Regions from separate parts of the Mus musculus genome. Here all the other regions are linked to region 2. Evidence: chromatin contacts called from public promoter capture Hi-C data. All regions are on one chromosome and are shown on one strand. Each heading gives the region's core, a stretch centred on a gene start, on an enhancer-like site or on the middle of the called end of the contact. The rest is flanking DNA. Distances are from core to core; before and after follow the strand shown. Region 1 holds the start of Rassf2 (Ras association (RalGDS/AF-6) domain family member 2). Region 2 holds the start of Adra1d (adrenergic receptor, alpha 1d). Region 3 holds the start of Siglec1 (sialic acid binding Ig-like lectin 1, sialoadhesin).

What was found. Promoter capture Hi-C pulls out the DNA fragments that hold promoters and counts their contacts.
Region 1: a contact with region 2 is called in a promoter capture Hi-C map of embryonic stem cells. The contact joins the promoter of Rassf2 here to the promoter of Adra1d in region 2. A contact is called at or near these places in 12 of 39 promoter capture datasets (the 3T3-L1 cell line, the SN4741 cell line, cranial neural crest and 5 more), 4 of 484 Hi-C or Micro-C datasets (all in embryonic stem cells), 2 of 115 datasets of contacts at active chromatin or transcription factors (both in embryonic stem cells) and 1 of 9 other capture datasets (embryonic stem cells).
Region 3: a promoter capture Hi-C map of embryonic stem cells shows a contact between it and region 2. The contact joins the promoter of Siglec1 here to the promoter of Adra1d in region 2. A contact is called at or near these places in 4 of 39 promoter capture datasets (embryonic stem cells, hippocampal neurons, liver and 1 more).

What each region holds. Positions count from the first base shown.
Region 1 is chr2:132,028,656-132,031,444 of GRCm38.p6, forward strand. It overlaps Rassf2 (Ras association (RalGDS/AF-6) domain family member 2), which reads right to left and starts at 1,333. Exons shown (of 11, transcript NM_175445.4): 1 at 1,096-1,333. It overlaps Gm31179 (a long non-coding RNA gene), which reads left to right and starts at 1,796. Exons shown (of 3, transcript XR_374996.3): 1 at 1,796-2,396.
Region 2 is chr2:131,560,883-131,563,791 of GRCm38.p6, forward strand. Adra1d (adrenergic receptor, alpha 1d) reads right to left here and starts at 1,615. Exons shown (of 2, transcript NM_013460.5): 1 at 194-1,615. The coding sequence starts at 1,286. It overlaps Gm14285 (a long non-coding RNA gene), which reads left to right and starts at 894. Exons shown (of 3, transcript XR_374988.3): 1 at 894-978; 2 at 1,807-1,912; 3 at 2,065-2,909.
Region 3 is chr2:131,085,102-131,088,324 of GRCm38.p6, forward strand. Siglec1 (sialic acid binding Ig-like lectin 1, sialoadhesin) reads right to left here and starts at 1,664. Exons shown (of 21, transcript NM_011426.3): 1 at 949-1,664; 2 at 357-716; 3 at 1-113. The coding sequence starts at 1,015.

The DNA of each region.
Region 1 (2,789 bases), core at 83-2,582, 470 kb after region 2:
ACTTAATAAACGTGGATTGAAAGTATGGCAAATCAACCTCAGGTTCCTCATTTACGTGCTCTTCAAAGATATCCCCTGGCTGAATCTGCCGGCTATCTTTTGAGAACCGTGACCCTAATTTTTTTCTTCCCACTGTCCCAGGGCCATTTACCGCAGGGACAGAGCCGGCTCTGACAAATTGTCATTTGTCCACCGCTTCCTCTTACAGGAATCCTCCACTTGCTTACCGTAACCCCTGGCCTCTGCTCTCAGGAAGAATCGTTTCTAATGCCCTGGTTTTCCAGACTCTTGGGACTAAAGCGCGCGCAGCATTGAGAAGCCTCGTGCTGAGCTTGCCACTGAAGCACAGTGGCTATCTGTCCAGTGGCTGTTCCAAATCTGCCCCTGTCGGGACTCCACCATTCTGCTGCCTCCCAGGGCGCACTCGGAGATAAAGCTGGGTGCAGAGTAAGCGCTCTAATACACGAGTGGCCAGGCCGTCTTTTGAAAGCACCTGCCTAGCTCGGTCTCCAGCGACCTCAGGCACAAGCTCCGGAAGGGACAAGAAACCCGGGAGGGGGAAGTGCGCCGAGCACCGCGCGCTCTTAAACTCTGAAACCCAAAGGGAACTGGGTTCGCCGCGGGTTGGAGATGTGGTCCCCGCCCGGGGAGCCAGAGTGCGCACAACAGTCCGACCCTCCCCTAAGCTCTACAGGCCTGCACCTGCTATCTCGCTTCACCTCTCCAGGGAGTTCGGGGACACCCTGCTCTGGGGATGGGGGCAATTTCCTGCCACTGCACTTAGTGTCGACCTCAGAAAAGATCTTAAGGGGTCAGAGCCGCAGCATGAGCTCCAGGCCACAACTTTCTACCCGGGGAAAAGGAGTGGGCTGGGGCGCCCGCCTGCGCTGCTTCTGGGGCAGCCCGCATATCTAAGCCCACCTTGTGGCTTGGGTGGCAAAAGGGGACAGGGAAGAGTCAGGGACCGGACCAGGCTGGCCACGGGCCACTGAGGGAAAACTTTGAGCTGGGTAGAGGGAAAGAGGACCACCAGCACCTTGCGCCCGCATCCTGTGCCAGTACCCGGCTCTTCGAGCCCCGCGCCCTGTGTCTTGCCTGTCTCCCGGACCATCTGCATCCGCTCTCGCCGCAGGGGTTGGAAAGTGGGGGCGCCGCTGCGGGGGTGGGGGTGCTCCAGCGTGCTTGGCCAGTGATCCGCGGGACCCGCTCGCTTGGGCCGGCCTGGGCGGCGACAGTGCGGTTGAGGGCGGGCGCCCCGCCCACCTGGCCCCTCCGCCCCGCCTCCCCGAGCTCTGCCTTTATCTGCCGATCCTTGACCAACCCACCCGCCACCCTGCAGTTCTCTCCCCACCCCTCTTCTCTTGCCTTTCTTTCCCTTCTCCCCCTCCCTCCCCTCTAGGGGGCGGAGCTTCTCCCCTCCCTTCAAGACAGACAATGCTGTGGCTTCGCGTCGCCTCCTCCCTTCATCTCTACCCCCCCCCTCCCCGCGTACCCCCACCCCACCTCGCGCGGGCTGCCAGCGTTTCTTCTCAGCAGGCCAGAGTGCATGAGGAGGAGGAGGCGGAGAGCGTGGGTGGAGGGAATAAGGTGCTGCCTCTCACCCCATCGCGCCTGCCCTCTCCAAGCCACGCCGAGATTTAGCCCAAGCTCTTCAGTTCGCCTGGCTCTGTGACAGTCACTCCCAGGGAGCAGCCCGCCTAGAGAATGCAGATTTCCTAGCAGAGGATGTGCAGTTGGTGGAGTTGGGTGGTGGTTCTTTCTAACACCCGGGTTTGTTCCCAAAAGGGTTTGAGTTGCCAAAGGGCTAAGTGGGCCCCTTCGACTCGGCAGGCCGGCAGACGTGACGGCAATGTGAAGGAAGTCAAGTTTCTTTGTCCATTCCTCACCTCCTCCTCCTCTCCATCCTTAGACCTCCGAGGAACTCTAGTGTATAGGAGGGAGCACCCAGCTACGGATTCTATACCCTCTAACCATAATTCTTCGTTTACATATGCCCGACCTTGCAGTTGGTCCCCAAACCAAAGGGGAAGGGAATCTAACGGTTAAAGAAAGGGCAGCCAAGCCTCCAAAGTGCATCCCATCTGCCTGGAAGCCAGATATTCTCTTTTAAACTCATTGTTTGGATCTTGGAATGTGTCTCCCATAGAAACAATGTTATAAACGGCTATCCGTTCCCAGACCAGCCAGCCTCAAATGTGCGGAGGCCAAAGCGCAGCTGCGGGGTGGTGCTGGAAATGTCCCACAACACTGAACAAGAAGGCTACTGATCGGCTTTTTCTACTGTGAAAGGGGAGGGGGGTGTTAGGGAGATAAATGCATCTAGTTCTTTCCCCTTGAGCTATAAACACAAACCGGGTCCATTAATTTCTTTCACTGGAGCCATTACTGTGTTTCAGGTAAGCTGCTTTCCTTCGCAGCCTTTCTCAAGCTAGATTTGCAGGGTGAGCTGAGGAACTCTCCAGGAAACCTTCTCCAAGGGAATCTTTCTTCTCTTCTAACCTGGCCTTCCGTGACCTCAGAAACAGGACAAAGGGCAGCCATGACTCCTAACAGCAGGGCTCTGGTTTTGCTATTGAAGAAGTCTGTGAGATGCTGCTAGAATTCTTCAGTTCTAGCCCAGCCTCTCAGGAGAGCCGCTCCCTGGCTCCCCTGGCTCGCGTTGAGTCAAATGGTCATCTTATAACCAATCATCTGGCTTCCTGCCAATGAGGGTACACTCCTAATGCCCGAAATACTGGTCCTTGACCCTGTTAAATCCAAACCGGGCAAGGCCTGATGACGTGCACACA
Region 2 (2,909 bases), core at 365-2,864:
AAGGGTAAGAAAGAGTGAGAAGCCTGTTTAAGGGAAAACACATTAGTATCAAGAACCCCTCGGGCGCGCTCTCTCTCTCTCTAGTAAGAGAACAGGAAGTTGATAAACTTCCACAGTTAGGTTGTGGGTCATCTAAGCTTTCCAGGTAAGGACCGCCCAGAGGGGAAGGGTCTAAAGTGAGGGAATCACTCACCCAGAGGCAGGACGAAGAAAAAGGGGAACCAGCACAGGACGAAGACACCCACGACGATGGCTAGGGTCTTGGCAGCCTTTTTCTCGCGGGAAAACTTGAGCAGCCTTACGGAGAGCGAGCTGCGCAAGGTGTGCCCCTTGCTACTCTGTGTCCCTGGATTTCCTTTGGCGCTAGTGGCTGCGCCGCGACAGTGGATCCTCAGAACCACCTCAGAGGCCTTGCCCGGCTCCCTCTTGATGCCCGCCTCGAGGCTGCGCGTGGTGCTGCGCGCGACCACATACACGCGGCAGTACATGACCACGATCACTGCCATGGGGAGGTAGAAGGAGCATACGGAAGAGAAGATCGCATAGCCCACCTCCTCGGTGATGCCGCAGAAACGCTCATCCGGGGGCACTGGTTCCTTCCAACCTAGTAGCGGTCCCACAGATACCACCAAGGCCACCGCCCAGAGCAGAGCCAGAATGGCAGCGGCCTTGCGTTCTGTCATAATGGCTGGATACTTGAGCGAGTGGCGCACACCCACGTACCGGTCCACAGAGATGGTGCAGAGGCTAAGGATGGAGGCAGTGCAGCATAGCACGTCCACCGCGGCCCATACGTCGCAGAAGGTCCGGCCGAAGGCCCAGAAGCCTAGAACCTCCATAGTGGCTGAGAAGGGCAACACAGCTGCACTCAGTAGCAGGTCAGCCACTGCTAGGTTCACGATGAAATAGTTGGTGACCGTCTGCAAGTGGCGGTTGCAGGCCACGGAGAGGATGACGAGAAGGTTGCCCGCCACAGCGGTGAGGATGAAGGCGGCTAGGAAGACACCCACTCCCACGCCCTGAGCACTCACCACTAGCCCCCCGACGGCCGCCGAGCCATTCACCTCGCCGCTTGCCGCGGCCCCCGCTTCTGCCGTGGAGCTCTGGTTGTCCTCGCCGCTGCCGGTTCCCACCACAGCGCTACCGCCTGTGGCACCCGGCACGCCGCCCACCGCCGGACCCTCGGGGCCAACCGTGCCAGCTCCGCCGCCCGCGCCGGAGCCCCCAGTGCTACTGCTCGCCCGGGGTCCTTCGAAAGTGACGCTCAGGATGTCGCGGAAAGTCATCTCACGGCGCAGCCGTCGGGGCCCGAGCCCAGGCACAGGGCGAGCAAGTGGCGGGGAGGGAGCCCGCGGGCATCGCCGCAGCGCCCGAGCCAGCCCCGCGCGCCGGTCCCGTCGGTCCTGCCCAAGTTCCCGCGGCAGAGGGGCCGCAGGGGAGCGGTGCTGCAGGGAGAGCGGGGCGGAGGTCACCAGGCCGTGAAGGTCCCAACGGGAACGGGCTCTGGCGGTGGCTGCAGAGTCACAAGAAAACAAGGGCCGGGGCCGGCTCCCTGCTCCCTGCTCCCCTCTCCAAGCGTGTCCTGGCGAGCGGTGGCTCCTCCGGGAGCGTCAGTGCAGGCGGCGGCCTCTGCAGCGCAGGGGACTCTGCGCGGGGGCGGGACGGAGGAGGGGCGGCGGGGAGGGAGGAGGGGGCGGCCGGCGCGAGCCAGCGAAGGGGCTCCGCGCGTCCAGCGGCTGCGGGGGTCCTCGCCGGTGCTCACGACCGTCCTCTGCCCTAGCTGTCCCCTTATCCTCCTTTCCTCAGCTCTCCTGCACCCCGGCTTTTGCCCCAGCGCTCCTCGCTGCCTCCCTTCCTCTCTCTGGACTTGCGGTCACTCTCTGCTTGCCCTTGCCCTAGCGGAGCATACAAGGTGCGATTCCCCGGGACTCCGGGCTCCCGGCTTCTGCCGCCAGAGAGCAGCAAGAGCCCAGGATCTGTGGGTTCAGGGCTGGATGATTTAAAAAAAACGCTGCCACTTGAGAACGTCTGGATGCGGTTTGATGCCCCTCCTCTTTTTTCTAGGGCAACTGGCCAGCCCAAGATCTCAAAACCCACTATGGTGCGATGGTGGCATTGAGACAGCCCTGAAGGGGTCAAGATGCTTGGGCGCGGGTTGAAGATGGGCGTGACTGGCGTGAGACCAGATGGTGTGGTCACAGCCCTAGGACTTTGCCCGTACTCTGAATAATACCAACTTTGGCCCTGCAACTCTACTCTGCATCAGAAGTCAGAATAAATCTTCCTGTTGCTACTCGAAGTACTCGGGACTCCCTCTGGGCAGAAAAGGTCACGTTCTGGAGGGTGGGAAAGGTTACTGCAGGGTGCTTAACAGGGAGGGAGCAGAGTAGCTTGCCTCCACCATTCAGGCTCCGGCGTCTTGTGCCTCGGTTCCCCACATGTGAAAACGAGAGTAAGATTCACTGTGTTAGCAGCGCCACCAAAGTAGTGCCCATACTTCTCAGAAGAGTGGAGAATAGTGGGGTAAAGCCTGAACACGAAGAACAGAGGGGAGAGGGGACGGGGCTGTGCTAGGAAGCAGGGACGCAAGGGAAAGAGAAGGGAGGGAGGAGGACCAATAGGGAGAGACACAATGCCACTGGACCACCCCAGGCAACTGTACTTACATGGTGCACATAAACTGGCCTCCTCAGGCAACTGTACTTACATGGTGCACATAAACTCATGTAGGCACACACATGATGTGCGCGAGCACACACACACACAAGTGCAGGCACAAATACATCTTCAAAACACTACCTTTCATTCTTCATCATTTCTTCCTTTCCTTGACTTGGCTTATGGAAGCGAGGCCATAGAGATGCGGGAGGATGCTCTGAAAATGTCATGTGCATGTCCTTGGTGCCTGG
Region 3 (3,223 bases), core at 414-2,913, 480 kb before region 2:
CAGGCTGACTTGCTTCTCCTGCAGGCACAGGTAGGGTGTGGAACAGTTGAAGTTCCTCTCCATGCCTTCACGCAGCTCCTCAGGAATGGTAATAGTGGGGGGGCTGGGATCCGCTGAAAACAAAGGCAGTAATTCTCAGGGCTCCCCTCACCTCACTGTACCTCACACTGTCCCCACAACCCCAACCAAAGGACAAGACTTGGGGGGAGGGGGACTCAAGAAAAGGAGAATGTCACAGAGTGAAAAATAATAGGCAAAGGTCAGAGCTGAAGGCCTAGGCAAGGTTCAGGTCAAAGGACAGGGCTGGAGCAGCAGCCTAGGAGTCCCTGACCGCGACCAGTCCCCAGGCTCCTCACTTGTCACAGTGACCGTGGTGCCTTTGACATCTAACCAGCGGTTGCTATCACTGATCTCAAAGCGGAAGTTGTAGGTGCCAGAGTCTTCAGGCTTCAAGTCTTTGAGCAACAGGTTGCACACCTTGTGGTCCATGTTCCCCATCAGTTCAGCTCGACCCCTGAAACGCTTGTCCACCAGCTTGGGGTCCCCTGAGTGGATTACCACCTGCCGCTTGCCCGAGTAGTCATAGTACCAGATGGCTGTGATGCCATTGGACACTGGGACATCGGCAGGGTAGCTGAAGATGCAGGGAATGAGCAGGCAGGATCCCGACAAGCCCTGCACATTCTTGGGACTGGAGACACCCCATGTGGTCTGGCCTAGAGGAGGGTAGGAAGAGCAACAGAGAAAAGGGTGATGCAAGCCTGGGAACAGAGCCCTGTCACCTGCCCCAAAAGAGGGTGCTCCAAACAGGCTCCAAATCTAATCTAATTTCCCTCTTAGTGCCCCAAGGATGGGGTGTGCTCAGTCACATCTGATCATAGTCTAGGCTTCTGTGCTGAGTCCACAGAGGCCAGACCCTATGAGAGGCACTAGCCTCGTGCAGCTTACCTAGTGAGAAGACAGAGGCCAGCAGGAGCAGGGAGAACAGGACACACATCCCAGTGCCCAGGTGCATTCAGGTGCCTAGGGAAGCCGGGTGGGTAGGCACACAGAGACTGCCTGGAGCACTCCAGGGCCCAAGTCTATAGGGTTTATCTCACCTGCTGTGTTGGTCAACCCAACAGGAAGGACTGCTGTGGCAGCCACCAGCAGGGAACCAGAAGCCCCTGTTCCTGGCTCAGGGAGTGATTGGAAATGCTCTCACTTGGTGGCATGTCCCAGAGAGTCTTCTGTGCCCCTTGGCTCCACCCCTTAAGGACACAGCCTCAAGGCAGATCAGCAGTGCATGTCTCTCTTCACTTCTCCCCTGCCGCCTCCTATTACTCAAACCAACAGAACCTGGAGTCCAGTGAGACCCTGTCACTTACTCCAGGGCATCCAGCAAGCACCGTAAGCACCGGAAATTGGTCTCCTGCCTCTCCAGCTACAAGTCGGACTGAGCACACGCTGAGGCTGCCTGGCTTGTTTGTAGACAAAGTTCTCAACTTGGCAGCTCAGGGTGGTCTCAAGTTCACAGAATCCTCCTTCAACTTCCTTTAAAGAGTCCTTCCTCTCTCAAAAAACTCCTCATTGCCCCCTGAGATTTTGAAAGACCTCATTTCTTAACCCCTATGCTGTCCCCTTTCTCTGTGTTTCATAGACTTACTCTAGGCCTAATCTTGTCTGCTCCCTGGCTCCCTCACTGCCCAGTTCCACCCCCACCATAAATGATCTTTGCTCACAGAAATCTTACTCAACCTTCAGGATGCTGCATAAATCTGTAACTTCCCCTCTGGGCTGAGTCCTTGTGGCCACAGCAGAGAAAGCTTTATGTTTTCCCTCTTCTTGGCAGCCATGGGCATCCACCCATTTCTGAAGACCTAGGCCTGGGAATTTGTGGTCCACAGCAGTGCAGAGCCCCAGACCTACAGGGATCTCAGTGATTATGACAAGGGTGTGTGGTCCAGAGTCAGGCTAGAGAGGTGTCAAGGAAACTTTCCTGGGTCAGGTCGCCATACACTCACACCCACAAACATGCTTATTGTATACCATGCACAAGGAGCAAGCCCTGTGCCAAAGGGTGCCACAGCAGGAAGGAACACCACAGGCGGCAGACACAGCAGTCCAAGAAACACCTAGAAAACAACCCAGATGTCAGTCTCCATGGCTTTGGACCACGCAGTGCTTTCCTGACTTAGAAGCGAAGCTCAGTGGTAATGCTTCGTGATTCTAGCGTTCGGGAAGCTGTAGTGGGAGGATCCTGTGTTTAAGGCTCGCTCGTCAGGGCAAGCTACGAAGACCGTGCCTCAAAAAAGAAAAGGGGGAAGTAGGTAAGAGGGACTTGATTTTTGTGTGAGCCAAAAAAAAAAAAAAAAAACCAAGCAAACAAACAAAAACAAACAAACAAACAAAAACTGTGCAGAGAAATGAAAAAGACAGCCAAAGAATGAGAGAAAATATTTGAGAATCATTTATTGAAGACTAGTATCCAGAACATGTCAAGAATTCTGACAGTACCATAGCCTCCTCTGAAATAAAACAACCCATCTAGGAAAATGGGCAAAGGACTTGAATAGACACTTCTCATTGAAGAAATGCAAGGCAACAAACCAATGAAAAGACGCGTGAGGAAAACATAAGTCGGAACCAGAGTGAGGGCTGGGGGGCAGTTCAGGGGGTAAGAACACGGTACCGTACCGGGTGTGAGCATTTGTACAACTACCGAAGCTCCTGAATGCAGGCCCAGCACTGGTTGGAGCAGAGAGAGACAGAAGAATTCCTGGGGTTAGCTGGCTAGCCAGCTCAGCTGTAAGAGATCCTGTCTCAGGGGGAGTTAAGTGGCAAAGGATAGAAGACACACACATCAGCAAACATGGGAACAACCAACCACTATGATGGCTACTAATGAAAAAAAAAAAAAAACAAGAATAAAAACTGTTGGTGAGGATGCACAGAAATAGGAGCCCTGCACATCGTTAGTGGGAATGTGGAATGGTGCAGTGTGGGAGACTGAGGATTCCTCAAGAAGTCGGTGTAGAACTAGGAAATGGGACAGGATGAGAACCTATAGGGACAGAAGCTGAGCTCCAAGCAGACACCGCTAAACCACGTTCACAGCAGCATCCTTCACACCTGTCATAGGATAGAAAGATCCCTGTGTCTATCAACAGAGAGATGGATAGAGAGATGTGCCTATGTATATAGTGGATTAATCAGAACAGATGCAGCTCTGACACGTCCTCTA